Regions from separate parts of the Rattus norvegicus genome. Here region 2 is linked to region 1. Evidence: chromatin contacts called from public HiChIP or PLAC-seq data. All regions are on one chromosome and are shown on one strand. The core of a region is the stretch at or near the end of the contact, and the rest is flanking DNA. Distances in the headings are between cores, read along the strand shown.

Region 1 (5,400 bases), core at 1,466-3,965:
TCTTGGGGTTGAGCTCTCATGCCCCACATTCTTAACAGACCCATGTGTGGACACTGTTCTGGTGCGTGTAGAAACTAAGAGATGCTGGCTTCAAAGTAAGAATTATGGAAGTGTAGCTAGTCACCTCTGAGCTTGCATCCCAACCACATGGGTAGCTAAGGAGGAAGGAGCAAAGCTACTTATGTCAGCGCGCCTGACCCTGCAGCATCTCCGTGACCACGAGTGAGTCCCTAAGACTCCTGACAGCGCCCAACACAAAACCTCTGCCCCTGTAGCAGGTACAAAGTTCTCTTACCCACCGAGAGGTAGAAATCTCATCTGCTTGCTGTCTGGGTGAAAGTGAGGCGGAGACAGATTAGGGCTGGACCACATGCCTGCTTTTGCCAGTTCTGAGGCTCTGCCCTAGGCAGCAGGACTGGAACACTGGGGGAGGGAATGACTGAGTTGACAGGCACACACGAACAGGCTGTCGAGGTGTTTACACTACACACAGCGAGTATTCACAAGTGGATTAGCACAGCAAATGTTCAATCCCAGCCTGCCAGGCTCCCCTCCTCCCTAACCCTCCTCCACCACAAGGCCTCTTTCTTTTCCAGGCCAGTATGGCTTCAGACAGTATACCCATCCTGTCTGCCATGCCAGAGGAGAGCAATTTGATGCTGTTTGGGGTTGGGGAAAGAAGACAACACTTTCCCAGAATAGACAAAGTCAGAGAGAGCCTGACTCATCAAGGATGACTGCCTGGAGCTTCCCCGGGGGATTCTGGAAGCTTCCCAATAATGGCGACACCACAATAAACCGAACTACTCGCCATCACCCCCTCATTTGATACCACTTCCCTTTCAGACTGAGTGGGAGAGGTGGGTGGGAAGACACTGGACGTCTACGGAGCAGATCGTGCATTTCCCTTCGGGTTTACGAGAGGCTGTGAGTAGAGCACGTGGGAAGGTAGCCTAGGACTTCGGAATCTGGCCCACAATGGACATCATTCATTCGTTCATTCATTCATTCAATAAATCTCCAGTTGGCATCTGCTGAGTTGAGCTTGGACACCCTTAACTGAGCCTTGAACCCCCACTCCCAGTAATAGGAAGAAAGAAACAAAGAAGCCAGGAACAAGAGGGATATAGCCTAGATAGGCCATAAGGAAACTGAGAAGGGTCAGGCTGATGATGGCACCACTCCCTACCTATCAGGCAACTCTGTGCTTTCCATGTGCTTAACAGGTTAAGTCTGCCCAGGAGGGCCAGAGGAGGAACATCCCGGTGGGGATGGGTTTGGTAAAGGAGGGGTTTGTTATCAATATTTTTAATGTATACGCTAATTTACATGCAAGAGAATCAATTCTTTTGGGTGAATGAAACAGGTCTTTGAGTTCGGACAGACGCCTCAAGTCGTGGATCCACCATCGCAGCCTATCCTGAACAGGATCCAACCTCCGAGCTTGTTAGCTGCTGCGGCTGTCCGCGCTCCCACGGGCCCCTCTAGTACAATCTCTGCGCTCACGGCGAGATAAATAACGGCGACAGGTGGAGCAGGTGAGATTAGCAGGACCCGGGTTGGAGGGAGGACGCGATCAGAGGCGCCGCCCGGGTGGTAGCGCGCCTCTCTCCCCAGCCCACGCCCCTCCCCAAGGGCGTCTGGAAGGAACTACGTCTTGGTCACGGCTTCAGGGAGGGCCGGGTTAAGGTGACGGAGTCTCGGAGTGGGGAGAGACTCAGGCTTCCCAGCTTGGCTGCGGGAAGCGCGTGCACCCTAGGGCACTTGGCCACGCCTGAGGTCTCACGGGTAGGCAAGGTTTGAGAGAAGCAGGCTGAAGGGGACACTGGGTGTCCCTGTAGAGCTCTGACACTGGGGTCTTGCTGGCAAACCTGTTGGCAACCTGTGGGCCGGAGCTAGGACACGAGCTATAAGCGCGTCCTCCTCCTCAGCGGCTCTGGCAGTGGCCCGGCGCCCGACCCGGGGAGCGGCCGAGGCAGCTTGGAAAGGGCCTGAGGCTCTGCCAGGGGCGGGTGGTGGTGGAGGTGGCGGGATTCCCAAGCCGAGCCAACATCCCTGCAGAGCGACAGCAGGCAACCGCCTCTCGCGCCAGCTCTGGTCTAGGAGAAGCAGACGCCTCGGCCTTTCCTTCCGATCCTGGGCTCCAGTACCGCCTTCTCCAAAGTGCAAAACATTCATAAGTGTCCAGTGCCCTGCAGGCTTGGGTCTCCGCAACCAGTCGCCGCTGCCTGCCCGGAGAGCGTGCGGCGGCGATCGTTTGCATCCGGCCCGGGGTTTGCCAGCCTGGGCTGTGCAAGGGCGGGCGGAGAGCGTGTGCGAGTGCGCGGCTGCAGAGCCCGCGCCGAACCCACGTTCCCGCTACTGTCCTCGGGATAGATGGATCCATTGCTGCTTTCTGACATTTTTCTGCCAGGGGGCTGGTGGGGGAGGCGGAGATAGGGAGAGAGAGATGGGGGGCGGAGAGAGAGAGAGAGGAGAGAGAGAGAGAGAGAGAGAGAGAGAGAGAGAGAGAGAGAGAGAGAGAGAGAGAGAGAGAGAGAGAGACTGCTTCCCCCAGCCCTGTTTTGTTTTCTCTAATTGGTCCTGGGGGAAGCAAGGAAATTGGACAGAGGCTGGGCCGGGCGAGCTGGGCTGCCTTTAATTGGCTCCTTTTTTTTTTTTTTTTTTTTTTTAACTGGAGGGGAATCAAACAGGAGAGCGAGCGACAAAGGGTGGGAGAGCGAGAGACCGATCGCGGAGATGGGAGGAGGGAGAGAGGGAGGAGGGAGAGCGGGAGGCGGGGTGGTGGTGGTGGGGAGGTGGAGGAAGCGCGGAATGAAAAGCTCGGAGGGACCAGAAAGCAGCACAGCGAAGCCCAAGTTGCCGAGCGAGCGGAGCGCTCCCGCGGCCCCGGAGCCCGAGTGGCCGCCGTGCCCGGGAGCCTGGCCCGGCCCCGCCCGCTGGGGCCCCCTCGGCCCCAGGCCGCCGGGAGGGGGGCGGGGACGCCCAACTTGGGGCGCGGCGCAGCCCCGCTCTCCCGAGATCGCGGAGCCCGGGAATGCCACGGCGGCGGCCAGACGGCGGGAGAGGAGCGGGGAGAGAGGAGGCGGCGGGCGGCTCCTGAGCCCAGGCCTCCGCAAGAGCGCGAATTATTTTCAAAGGACTCAAACTTTCCTCTTTCCCTTGCTGGCTGTGGTGCCTCTTGCTTTGGAAACGTTCTCCGGATTCCCGCGGGGGCGCCGGGACGCGATCACCTCCCCCGGATTCCTCGGCGGCGGCTCGGCTAACTTCGCGGACTCGGAGACGCGGAGCGCTCGCCCCGCGGCGGAAGCCAGTCCTCGCTGCTCCGGCGCTTCAGAGGACCGGGACCCGGGCGCCCTCGCCTCCGGGAAGGGCGCTCAGCCCCGCTCCCCTGGGTCGGGCTGCGGAGCCCTCCACACCTACTGCAGGACTGGAGCCAGCGGATTAACCATAGCAGAGACCCGGCCTCCTGGCCTGGCTCCGCCGAGGGGCGTCCCCTGGGCGGGGAAACCACAAGTTTTGCCAGGCATCGGTGGCCTGTTGGATCCGCGCGCGGCCGCCACAGCAGAGAGGTCCCTCGCGCTCAGCACGCTGGGCGGACAGCCCTGGGAACCCAGGACTGCTCGGTGGCCGAGCTTTCTGGGCCAGGGAGCTGGTTGCTGCGCCCGGTGCGCAGAGGCATCAAGGTCTGGGCCAGCGCCCCCTGCGTCTCCACCCGGGCAGCCGCCCTATGGAAAGAGAACGGAGCCGAGTCGCGGTTTGCTTAGACTCCTAGTCTCGGTCGCCGCCCTCTCCTTCGCGTCTCAGGGAAAAGGAGGGAACGCAGAGGGCATCGCGGTGCCCCGGCGGATGCGCCCCCCGCCGCCTCTCAGGCTGCGCCGCCTCGTGGGGATGAAGCACTGGCCGTGAAGATGGAGGTGACCTGCCTTCTACTTCTGGCGCTGATCCCCTTCCACTGTCGGGGACAAGGAGTCTACGGTAAGAGCCAGCGTCCCGCTCCACCCTGGCGGAGCCGCGCGGAAACTTTACAAGATCTTGCTCAAAGTGCGCGCTGCCTGGGCTTGGTGGAACCCTGGGCTTGCACTCTAGAACGTATGGTCGCGTCTCCGCCCTCGCCTGGGCGCCAGGAGACCGAGCAGGCTGCTCCCGAGCCCAAGAACCGGTCCTAGTGTATTAGCGTGAGGCTGGGGAATGCCAGGGTGAGATCTCGGCTTTCCGAAATCTTTCCAGGGGCTGGAGAGATCTGGAAGTCTTGGGAGAATGATACAGTGGGCTCAGGAGACCCGGGAAGAGACCAAGCTCTGGGCCGGGGCAGCTGTTTCCAACGAACCCCTTTCCTCCCTGGGCTCAGCCTCCCGAGTGGAAGCGGGCGCTGCGCGATCCGGAGTTGTGCGCAGCTGGCGGGCGAGAAGCTCTCCAGCACCGCGGCCCTGAGGCTGGCTCGCCTTCCCGGCCGTGGCCGCTGCTCGATCGCCTCTTCTGGCTTCTTAGCAGTCTGAGCCGCTGCTGAGCATCCAGCCCCTAGTCCAGGCTTCTACTATTCTCGGCATCCCTTTTTAGACCTCTCCAGAGCCTGCTTTTTCTGTCCCTGGTTCCCTATCACAGAACCCCAGCCCCAGCTTCCTTCTGCCTACTTGCACATACAGACACATTCAGCCACAGTCCTCAGGAAACGCAAACGCGGCTCGCACCCATCCGGCTATGTGTCTAAACTCTGCCTCGCGACACGCAGCTCTGCTCTTGGATCCCCAAGACAAGCTCGATCGCGCGGTGGAGTATTCTGGTCACCTTTTCTCCACTCCATGCCGCGGGCTTCCCCACTGAAGACTCCTTGGTTCAATACTACCCAGGGTCATCCTCCCGACATGCACAGCACAGAAAGTCAGTCAGTCCCCAGAGCCCATGGCCCTGACTCTGCCTTCTGCTCACCGCAGGGTGGGCTTTGTAGTTACTTTCTAATGATGTGTGGCTGGGGTGGGCAGGTTTCTCCCTCTTTCTCTGGGGCTAAGAATCTAATTATTCTCTTTGAGAGTAGAGGGAGTTGGACATGTACTGTGTGGGTGACAGAGGCCGTATCCCCTGGCTACTCTCTTCAGGTCCTGGGTCTCTGACTGTGCCAGGCAGGAGAAAGGAGCGTCCTGGGGAGGGGGGGTATCTGGAAAGTGTACACCCCTGGGCTCTAACAGCTCTAGCTGGCTTGGGCTTAATTCCCTGGTGAGGCCAGCCCAGGCATCCAGCCAAACTCTGCTTCTTAATTAGTTTGTGTGTCTCTTACTGCCTGGCCCCTGGCATAGGCCAGAAAAGGCAGGCGGGAGGGATGCTGCAAGAGGCTGGATTTACTGTATTGGGGGTGGGGGCTATGAAACAGGACAGAGGAAGACACCAGAGGCCTCAGAGTTC
Region 2 (5,400 bases), core at 789-3,288, 570 kb before region 1:
ACATAGCATGCTGCATCTTCAAGTTCTCGTTCCTATCAAAACCCGGGGAGCATGTCTCGCAAACAAGGGAAATAATCTATGGCGTTTTGTTTTGTTTTCCCGCATTGTAATATAGAATCTATTGTAGTGTGAATAAAGGCAGTCGCGAGAGATTCATTACTGTGTGTGAAGTGCACTGTCTGTGTCTTTGTGCATGTGATGGTTTATTTTACTTACAAAGCAGATATAAAAATTAGAATTGAGGTGATAGAGAAGATATATTGCATAAATAAGCAATTCCAACAAAAGTTTTTGCCATAATAACAAATAAATACCCTGCTCCAGAGGTTGGAGATTAGAATTCTGTTACATTAAATGCTTGGCAATTAATTAGCTATTGTCTGTACCGTTCCCGAGATGACAGTTCCTTAAACACTATTATTAGGAATAGCTGGATTAGTAATAATAACGCTCGAGTGCCATTGGCAACAATGGGAGGATTTTAAAAATAAAGATAAATGCATATGATCACAGTCAGAGTGACTTGTGTGCTGAGTGCAGAGCAGGCGGTCCCTGGGCACTGCGCTTCCGAGGCTGGGAACCTGCAGGGACGAATGGGCAGGGCTTGGCACACTCCTCTGAAGAGCGGGAGACAAGAGTACTTAATTTGTTAATAGTGTTTTCCTCTGCTCTGTTGTCTGTTGCCCAAGTAGTGTTCACCTAGTAAAACTAGAGAGTGCTGACAGAAGGCAGGCTTGGCAGAGGCCGTCACCAAAGACCCCGGAGACGCTGCGTCATTTGTTACTGTGTGTGTCTTTAAAAGTGCTATATGATTTGGTATGGTTAAAAATACGTGAGAATTTAACTTCATTCAGTGTACAGATTTTTGTTTTGTGGAATTTATACCCATGGATCCCATTCGTTTTGTGTGTAATTTTGCAAGAAAAATCACCGTGGAACCTAGAATGGGCCCAGTGTCAACAGCAGACATGGCCAAGGTCAAAGTGACACATGTGTACTTACTATGTAAAGTGAAGCTTGTGAGGAGTGCTGCTGTCGGCTTACTGGTTTGAGAAGAACTATTTTTTCCAATTGGAATGTGTGCATGGCCGCAGTTGACATCAGCTCTCTCTCTGATACCGTCTTTCTGTTACTGTTGCATTTGGGCTGTGAGTGGAAGGGTGCAGGGTTCTTCTTGGCCGAGGCATTTAAAATGGACGGTCCTGTCCAGTTCTTACGAATTGCTGCTGCTTCTGTATTTTTGTTGTTGGTTAGTACTATGGAACAGATCAAGGGAGAACCATACAACTTTGAGAAGTATCTTTGCTTCTAAATAATGAAGCAATTTATTTATGCTCCGTACAGCTCCTTGGTACAGTCTGCTGTTTGGAAGTATTTATAGTGTTCCTCTGCCCATGAATATGGAGTGTGGATGACAGACTGGTTCTGACGTTATGGCTTGTCCTTGATAACCTTGTGCAAGTGTGGAGAAGACTCACTGTGGGAAGACCAAGATGGCTGCAGTCTGGCTATGGGTACCAAAGACTTGTGCTGCAGGCAGCCAGACTCCCACAGGAAGCTAATAGTATAGATGATCAGCCTTCTGGCCCAGGCCATTTGTCAGGAATTACCCGATTTTTGGTCTTGCTAGAGATGCTTGTTAATGGCAAAGTGACGTGATAGTGTTCCTCTCGAGGCAACAGGTTGCAACAGAAGTGCTGAGAGAGACTAAGGGCACCTTCGCCTTAAGCCCATCTGTTCTCACATGCCTCATGCATGCCCTTGCTCCACTCCTCTGCAGAGCTGGCCGTTGCTGCACTGCTGGCTGTGTGCATTTGACTCTAGCTAAGCTTGCTTAATTAGGTCTTGAATTATGTCTTCAGTGCTGCCAGGAACTGAGAGAAGAGCTGGGCCCCAGTTGCTCAGTAGTCTGTGTCCGGGGTCCTCTGCCGTGAGTGGCTCTGATGAGGTGCCAAGGGTTGGCCATCCTCATCAACCATCCTCTCTCCCTGAGTACTGTCTGCAGATTGCTCTCCTTACTTTCCCCTTTCAACTCCCCTCTCTTGTTTTCTCTTTCCACATGCTAAATGAGGGAATTTTACACTGTTGCCAGTGTCCCCTGTGTGGGATCCAGGAAAAGTTAGCTAGTGCCAACAGCACAGCCACGAGGCATCTCCTGAAAGGCCGAGGAGGTGGCCTGGCCGCTAAAGCTATCAGCCAGTCTTTGTGAGGCGCCAGTTTGTTTTGCAGTGCCCATGGTGTTTGGTTATAAATGGCTCAAAACCCCTGCAGTTCTGGCTTTCATGGGCGACTGGACACCCCCCACCCAGCACACATAATTAATAAAAAGAAATAAACTAAGTTAAAGAAACATCCACGGAGTGCGTATTTCCTTGTGTGATGAGTGAAATGTTTCAAGAGGGAATGCAATTTGAAGGAGGGGAAAACTCCTTGAGCCCTGCTTTAGAGAGTATAAACCACAAGTCAATATGAATTTCAGATAATCCGTTATCCAGCCGCGGTGTGTGACAGCGCTTGGAGGTGAGAAAACTCCCTCCTTGTGTACATTTGGAGTGTTTTTATTTGGTGCAGTTGCATATTCATTCCTAACAGACTGCATTCTGAAAGAACTGGACTTTTATAGATTCTATGAATATTCAGTCACCAAAGCCCGGTCTGTCCCTTACCTTCTGCGTCTAGACCCATCTGTCAGCGCTCGCTAGATGGCTCTACTTCTGTTTCACACATTTGCCTTTTGGATAAAGCACTTCCCAGTGTTGACTGGGGGTGGTTGGTAGCTTTGGTCCTCTGAATGGGTCTCTGGAGAGACACAAAGACAGACAGACACAGCCTTCTGTCTGTCAGTGTGCCTTCTGGGCCATCTCACCTGTCTGGGGTTGTGGCATTCACTCTAAGCGGTTAGGACATTGTTTAGGACACTGCCTCAGCAAGGAGACACATGATGGCTGTTGCCACTAAGTCATCAGAGAACTTGGCAAGTGGCAGAAGCTGGAAGCCTTATTCATTTGCATATTAATTGACATGACAATTAGCCGTAAGCCCAAATTTTAAAAGTTGTCCCACGAGTCCCTTCTCCTGGTACTCTCTCATTTCTCTCAAGCCTGTTTTCAGTTACAAAGCAAAAACATGCTTCCTGTATTTTAAAACTTAGACTCTTTGGTAAACTTGGAAATCTTATATCACCTTACTGTTATCTAAGATATTAATTAAAAAGAAAGGATCAAAGCAACAGCAGTTGTGGAGGCTGTCTTTCATCCTACATCCCGGGAGGTCGGTCCGTCGGTGTGAGGTTGCTTGCCTGCCACAAGCATGACAGAGCCCGGTGTAGGTCACTTTCACGTCATGCTGCTTGCTTTGTTGTCATTGTCACACAGGGTGGAGAGGCTCCATTTCTGTGCACTCTGTGTACTGTATCATTCAGAAAATGTCCTTTCAGATCACACTCATGCCCAGCCTCCCCACCTCAAAGGTTTGACTCCCTACCATCTTCTGCCGTCCCGCTTTAAACCTTTAACTAGGAAGAAGCAGGGAACATAATTGAGATGGCTTAAGTGAGGCATTTTTATTCCTGAGCACATCCCATGGGACTGCGCTACTGTTCCTCCTCTCCGGTGTCCTTACTTTCCAGATGTACCTGCAAGGTCAGTGAGGCCCCGTGTGCCAGCCTCACTCTGACACCCATGCCAGCGGCCCTTCTGCACATGCCGAGTGATGTAGACATACAGACAGACAGACACACCGCTCTGGTTCTTGCAGTGTGTAACAGTAAAGGGCTGGACTTGTACAGAAAACCGATGTAAGAAGGTTCTTTGGTTCTCCTGAGTGTTTCCCGGTCCGCCAACTCCACCTCAAGTCCTTCTCCCTGTGAGAATGGGTCTTTGCAATTTTCAGTGGTGAGAGGGGCCAGGGAAGACGACTGACATCTTTGAAGATGTTCTTTGTATATTTGAGGCCAGATGTAGCCCTTATATCGTGAGAGCGTCTCCATGAGATGGGAGCCCATTGTTAACCTGTACATAGATGAAGACACTCTGCTAGTCTCGGAGTGGGGGCTGCATGTGGACCTGAGCTGGTGCAGTCACTGGAGCGCCGTGTGCTTGGTTCCCGTGACAGGAGTGACGGTTTCCAACATGTTCAAAGCTGTATATTCTTTGCATAAGTGAAAGGGGGAAAATCATTAATTTGTATTACTCTCTTGAAAGTAACTAAGCTCATTCTACTCAGTAACTGTTTGATTTATGATTTGAGGCAGTGTTTTCATGCCTTATGGTTTTTTATTGAGTAGAAAACCAGGAATGTTATAACGAACTGGTTCATTTTGGTTCCTGTTGTGAATGGAAGTATGGTCCTTAGACTAGGGAGATCAATGTTTGGGGGGCGGGGTATCAGCCTGAGGGAGCTGCTTCCTGCCATCTCAGGAAAACTATTTGGATCTAGAAAACTGTTCACACATAGAAAAAAGAGTGCCAGATACTTTATGATCCTAGCTTGCTCTTGCAATGCGTCTCATGTTGGAGAACAGACTAGCGTCCCATGATTCCTATGATTTTGTTTAAATTTGAACATTTAGGAATTAGTCATCACCTTCTAGTGCAGATGGCCAGCTTCTGTCCTGGGACTGTAGGGATCCACTCGCTTATCCTGAAGCATTGAAGCCATGTGAGGCTCTGTCTCTGTTTCTGTCTCTGTCTCTGTCCTCCAGAGTTTGTCTTGGAACGAATGGTATTGGAATAAAGAGGTTTAAGTTTGGTGGGGGAAAAATAACAGGGGGAAGATATTGTGCCATTGAAAATGCATGATGAGATAACCACTCGTGTTAAAAAAATGCCAGAGCTCCTGTTACTCCCTTTGTTCAATATGGAAAGACTGGAACATTGGCCTCTTAGACTTGCATTTTGAACACTTGGCCACTCGAGGGCGCTGTGTCACTGCAAACCAAGCGAGAAGTCCTCAAATCTCATTTTTCTTTCTCACCAAAAAGATAAAGGATTTATATTCTTGTAATACCGAATCAGTTCATACTTAACATTCAGCCTTTAGCTGTGGAAACTTGTTTGAATGACAGTAATGGCTTCATTTCAAGTTATTTAAATGTTTAATGCTGTGTAATTTACGCAAATGTGTATAATCCTTTATTTAACTAGATGAAAATAATATACTGTTAACATTGTTTTTTAGCATTAATTAATGTGACTAATTATAGCCAAAACCACTAAACCAGTTTCGTTGCATGATCGGATTGGGTGCGGAAAGGCTTCCTTCAGGCTCAGGCTGGCACGAGTCCGTGCTGTCCTCTCAGCCCTGCCCCCTCCCCTCCCCCTCCACACTCTGTTTTTATTCCTAATTTGCATTCAGTATAACAACGGGCTACACCAGGTTAACTGGAGATCCTTGTCTGCT

Evidence for each region. HiChIP or PLAC-seq counts read pairs in DNA pulled down with a chosen protein or histone mark.
Region 2: a contact with region 1 is called in an H3K27ac HiChIP or PLAC-seq map of oligodendrocytes, with 15 times the contacts expected there. The contact joins the enhancer-like site here to the promoter of Mdga1 in region 1. A contact is called at or near these places in 8 of 12 Hi-C or Micro-C datasets (the A7r5 cell line, the Rat2 cell line, Schwann cells and 5 more) and 1 of 1 datasets of contacts at active chromatin or transcription factors (oligodendrocytes).

The regions. Positions count from the first base shown.
Region 1 is chr20:7,963,149-7,968,548 of GRCr8, reverse strand. Mdga1 (MAM domain containing glycosylphosphatidylinositol anchor 1) reads left to right here and starts at 2,715. Exons shown (of 17, transcript NM_001414944.1): 1 at 2,715-3,978. The coding sequence starts at 3,912.
Region 2 is chr20:8,530,504-8,535,903 of GRCr8, reverse strand. The region is part of intron 6 of Btbd9 (BTB domain containing 9); the gene reads left to right. Among named protein-coding and RNA genes, the nearest start is that of Btbd9, 110 kb to the left of the region's middle. Within about 2 kb of position 2,038, at least 4 of the 93 cell types and tissues checked have an H3K27ac peak or open chromatin away from gene starts, as enhancers often do.